Linked DNA regions of Sus scrofa: region 2 is linked to region 1. The links are chromatin contacts, called in public promoter capture Hi-C maps. All regions are on one chromosome and are shown on one strand. The core of a region is the stretch at or near the end of the contact, and the rest is flanking DNA. Distances in the headings are between cores, read along the strand shown. Region 1 holds the start of ALKBH2 (DNA oxidative demethylase ALKBH2). Region 2 holds the start of LOC110256864.

The links. Promoter capture Hi-C pulls out the DNA fragments that hold promoters and counts their contacts.
Region 2: a promoter capture Hi-C map of fetal liver shows a contact between it and region 1, with 2.9 times the contacts expected there. The contact joins the promoter of LOC110256864 here to the promoter of ALKBH2 in region 1. A contact is called at or near these places in 1 of 5 promoter capture datasets (fetal liver) and 1 of 2 datasets of contacts at active chromatin or transcription factors (skeletal muscle).

The regions. Positions count from the first base shown.
Region 1 is chr14:41,759,135-41,761,834 of Sscrofa11.1, reverse strand. It overlaps ALKBH2 (DNA oxidative demethylase ALKBH2), which reads right to left and starts at 1,408. Exons shown (of 4, transcript XM_005670740.3): 1 at 1,325-1,408; 2 at 302-722. The coding sequence starts at 578.
Region 2 is chr14:41,991,014-41,993,721 of Sscrofa11.1, reverse strand. LOC110256864 reads left to right here and starts at 1,342. Exons shown (of 2, transcript XM_021074058.1): 1 at 1,342-2,438. The coding sequence starts at 2,015. The region is part of intron 2 of SSH1 (protein phosphatase Slingshot homolog 1); the gene reads right to left.

The sequences.
Region 1 (2,700 bases), core at 159-2,658:
ACGTGATGACTCTGCAATGATCTATGGAGGGAGAATAATGCAGACACCTTAATCAATAACCCTGTCTTCCGAGCTAAACCTATAAGACTTGCTAGCCCCTCTCAAGGCAGGACACAGTTTTGAGGCGTTAACCTGCCGTGGCCGCCTCTGCCTGGCAAAGCAATACAGCTGTTCTTTCTGCTTCACCCAAAATTCTGTCTCTGAGACTTAATTGGTACCAGTGTACAGAGGCCACTTTTCGGACTACTCTAGTTTTATCAAACAAGCCTTCCAACACACACCCTGATCATCCTCTGCTTACCTGTAAAATACTCCACTTCTTTCTCCAACTCTTGGAAAATCGCATCTGCTTCAGCTTTGGCAAACAGGACCGTGTAATCGCAGTCCAGACCCTCGGCTCGAATGCGCCGCCAGCTGAGGCCTGCCGAGTCCACTCCATTCCCTGGGCCTTCTCTCCTGGGCTTTTTCCTGCTGTTTTCCTCCTCTTCTCCCAACCCTGCTGGGCCGCCTCCAGTCTGCTCTTGTTCCCTCTTTCCCCAAAGGCCCCCGACAGCCCCCTTCACCAGGAATCTGTCCATCCTGTCTCCACAAAGCAGAGACCCAGGAGCCAGTGGCCGGAGCCCCAGGCTCGGTCCCAAATGCCCAAACCTGCTATGCAAAGTGGTCCCACAGAGGCCTCCTTCTTGTTTTTAAGTTTCCATTTCCAAGTTTAACACCATGTCCTGGAAAGTGAGTAAGAGGATGATAAAGCTGGAGGGATCCCTGGGGTGATCTGGTGGCAGGCCACCTACACCTGGGTAGTTACCAGCATCAGCTGCTTAGCTTGCAAAAGTCGCTGTGCCTGCCCTCCATCTGCAAAGGTCCCAATTGTTAAGAAATCCCCCACCCCTCTACCTCCCAAGCTGGTACCCATGGGCAAATTTGCGAACTACCATCCAAACCCTTACTTTACACATGGGGAAACTGACACCAGGAGCGGGGTAGGGGTTTGCCCAAAGTCACCCAGAAAAGCCTGTCTCTCTCTCCCTTCCGCCCTGCAAAGGAGGGGTGTGGGGGTGGGGAGGTGGATCACTGACCGGTCCTCCCGCCAGTATTGAAAAAGGTTAAGTACTGGGATCCTTAAATGAACATGATTCAGAACCTAAATGTAATAACGGTTAAAGGTGGTCATACCCCCGCATCCTGGATTCTGATGGAAAATAAGAATTTTAACACGTGCGTGGAGTGGGAGTGGCGAGGGTTCTCTTTAAAATTTCAAAACCCTGGAAGCTCCGAACCCCGCAGACACTCTAGAAAGGGTTGGCAGGAAAGAAAAAACACTCACCCGGACCACAGAACTGCTTCCGGGGTAGATTTTAGCGGCGAACTGCGGGAAATGCAGGCAAATTTGCAAAACAAATCGGTGGGCGGCCTCTGGGCGCCCTCTGTTGGCTCTCCGGGCACGTTGCAAGCACCTCCTTGTTTGAGGATGACGTTATTTGTTCCGCCGCTCAGCAGGTTCACAGGTGGCTTGGGAGCTGTTGTTCTGAGTGGAGTCATCTCTCCCTGAGGATTAATTTGCTGTCCTGCCAGAGAGTTGGGCCACCGACTACTGTGGCAGGTGGGAGCGTGAATTCTGCAATCAGACCCTGTAACTTCCGTTTCTGTCTCCTCCAGTGTTAGTGGCAGGGCTCCTAGAAGTCACTTAACTTCTCTGGGCTTGAATTGTCACCTCTGTACAGTGGGAACCACAAAACGTATGCCACGAGAGCACTACGCAGATTAAATGAGAGGATGTGTGAGGAGGGCTTCTATGCTCCAAACAAATATCAGTTTTTTGGTTTTTTGGCTTTTTAGGTCCACACCTGTGGCATATGGAGGTTCCCAGGCTTGGGGTCTAATCATAGCTACAGCTGCTGGCTTAGGGCGCAGCCATAGCCAGATCCTAGACACATCTGCGACCTACAACACCATAGCTCAGGGCAATGCGGGATCCTTAACCCACTGAGTGGGGCCAGGGATGGAACCTGCAAACTTACGGTTCCTAGTCGGATTCGTTTCCGCTGTGCCAGGACGGGAACTCCCCAAAAGTCAGCTTTTATCATCAACAGTTTTGTTTACTCTCTCCTCCAATGGAATGGAAAGAGGCTGGGGCTTTGTTTTGAATCTTCTTAGTATACTACTCTGCAAATTTTGATGAACATACACAGTTGTCTGACCACCACCACAATCAAGGTCCAGAACAATTCCATCATCCCATAAAATTCCCCCAAGCCTCCTAGTTATCAACTCTTCCCCTTGCCCAGCCCCTGGCAACCACTGATGTATTTTGGGTCCCTAGAGTTTTGATTTTCCAGAATTTCTTGTAAATGAAATGATACAATATACAACCTTCTGTGTCACACATCTTTCACTTAGCCAAATGCTTTTAAGATGTATGCATGTTGTTTGCATCCATTGTTTATTCCTTTTTATTGCTGAGTAGCTGCCAGGGTACTTATGACCTACAGTTTGTTCACCCACTTGCCACTTAAGGGACGTTTGGGTTGTTTCCGGTTTGGGGAAAATACAAATAATCCACTCATGTATGAACTCTTGTGTGAATATAGTTTTTTTTTTTTTTTTTTTTTTTGTCTTTTGCCTTTTCAGGGCCGCACCCATGGCATATGGTGTTTCCCAGGCTAGGGGTCTAATCGGAGCTGCAGCTGCCAGCCTACACCA
Region 2 (2,708 bases), core at 93-2,592, 230 kb before region 1:
TCGTTAACCACTGCGCCACGACGGGAACTCCGAACCAATGAATCTTTTGTCTTTGTTATCTTAAGAAGCAATAACATTTACATTCAGCCTATAATTTAAAAAATTACAATAAAAGTTTCACTTTCACAATTTGGTCATAAAAAAATCTTCAGCAGAAATTAAGACTATAAACTTGACTGACTGTATTAGTTATTAATTACTGCCAATTATTTACAAACACCATCAACTCTGAAAACTACATATAAGAGACACCAAAATTATTAGCGGTGTTTTTGCAGGGGGTGGAGGGGTGTACCACCTATGATTTTCTTTCTACATCTTGTATCCTCCAAATTTGCCATATTGAGCAAACATTAACTTTTGTAAACGATTTTTGAATTTTCACCACTGAGGACAATGTTAGCTGTGGGTTTGTCATATATGGCCTTTGTGATGTTGACATAGGTTCCCTAATTTTGTCGAAAGCTTTTTCTGTTTTTTGTTTGTTTGTTTTTTGCCTTTTATGGGGCCACTCCTGTGGCATATGGAGGTTCCCAGGCTAGGGGTCTAATCGGAGCTGTAGCTGCCAGCCTGTACCACAGCCACAGCAACTCAGGATCCGAGCCGCGTCTGCAACCCACACCACAGCTCATGGCAATGCCGGATTCTTAACCCATTGAGCAAGGCCAGGGATCAAACCTGAAATCTCATGGTTCCTAGTCGGATTCGTTAACCACTGAGCCACGACGGGAACTCCAGCTTTTTCTGTATTTTTGAATTTTCAAAGTACTATAAAACACGTAATACTCTTCATAATGCAAAAAACATTTCACTTTTATTAATTTTATGAAGATTACAGCTCAAATTATAGAGAACTATCCAAATCATTCATTCTCTCTTGAGCAACCAATTAACATATTTGATTTGAAAGAAAAATCTCTAAGAAACGGAAGCACTTTTAAAAAATTATAGTTCATTTACAATGATGTGCCACCTTTTCTTTTTTAAGAAAGCAAATCAAGTCCTGATGAAAATACAAGGACATTTTCTGTAATATAAAACAGCAAGATCACCACTGTCCCAGAGAGCTAATGTTAATAAACATTCTCATCTTGGAATAAACAACTCAGCTAAGTCTAATACATAACTCCGGAGCTAAGAAAACTCACTGCATGGTCCGGCATTTAAGTCAGCAGCTCCTGGAATCAGAACAACGGTTATCTTCCATGCTAGTATGTCCAAAATAAAAATCTGTTCATTTTTCTGGTTGGATCCTCACTCTAAAAATCACGACTGCTCAAAGAGCAAATACTAAGGTTTTGGTTCAGCCTCTCCTATTCAGGCCTTTGAATTACTGACAACCAGTCCTATCTATTTCCTCACAGCAGCACTTGTGCTCTGGACCGAGCTTTGTCGTCCATTGCTACCTGTACTGCCAGGTTATCCTTTCCACTCTAGAAGTCTCGCCTTTGTGCTGCAAGTTTCAAGTGCTGAGGAGCTCAAGATTATACATAACCAAAGAAATGAGACACACCCTTTCTTTGAGTCTCACTCACCCATGGGAGGCACAGAGCTCTAGAGCATCCATCAGCCAAGAGAAAAATACAGGTTGTCTAGTTTTCACCAACTGCACACTTTTCCATCCCTGAAACGTGTCACCCTCTCCTTTCTTAAAGTCTTGCAACTGAGTTTGTTTTCAGAACTAGGCTGTTTTAGGTAGACACGGATCGCTTACTGCTTAGTCTCATCGTAATTTGAGAGAGCTGCCCAAGAGACTCCAAAATGCAGGAAACTTCAAACAACAATCAGTTCATCGAAGCAGCTGGGGGAAAAAAAATCTTTGCAAGGCATCCCAACCTTTTTTTGTTCATGAGTTTAAAAAAAAAGGAGGCGGGGGAATCTATATTGACCAGAAACCAGAGCCCTCTGGAAACAGCCAGCCACTGACAGTGACCTTAGCCTTGGAAATCATGGGCGAAAATTCCCCTCGGTTTCCCTTACATTTCCTTTCGGGGGGAGGCAACAAAGCAAAAGAATGGGCTGGTTTGATCCCGTGATCACTTACAAGGCCAGCTGTTCCCCAGTGTTCCTGAGGCTGACACAGTCGCAGAGCCTCCCAGCGACCTATGAAGTCAGGGGGCTATGTGGCTGGGGGCCTGGAACACTCTGCCTCTGTCTCTCTGAAGACAGTCACAGGCATTTACCGTCAGGAGCGAGGTCTGAAGCTGAGGGCAAGCTCCAGGAACACATTAAGGCCAGCCTGCGAGATGGCCGAGTCTGGGAGGCGGTGAGCGCGCCCAGCACGAGGATGACCGCACAGGATGACTTGGGGCTGAGAGGTCACGGCAGTCACAGGATTTATGAAAACAAGATGTGGATCTTCTTTAGGACCCTGTTTCTCGGCTTCTGTTCTGAGCTGCTCCGGGCCCAGAGCCTCCCATGCCCTCTGGATGACTGGTGTGAGTACTCTCCTGCTGCCAGGGCTCTGTGGGGCTGTCCAGGCCTCCCATACCGAGAGGCGCAGCACCCAACTCATCGGTCTCAAGCACCCATTGGGGAAGGAAGTCCTTCACAAACTCTGCTGTGGGGATGGCACTCATATTTACTAGGTTCTCAGGACAAGGAAACAACCCACTAAGCATCCATCCCAGCTATAGAAAGACCACCTTCTCCCCAAAGACACTGGTGCCCTAGAGAGTGCCCCAAGTCCCAGGAGGTCAGATCCGGAC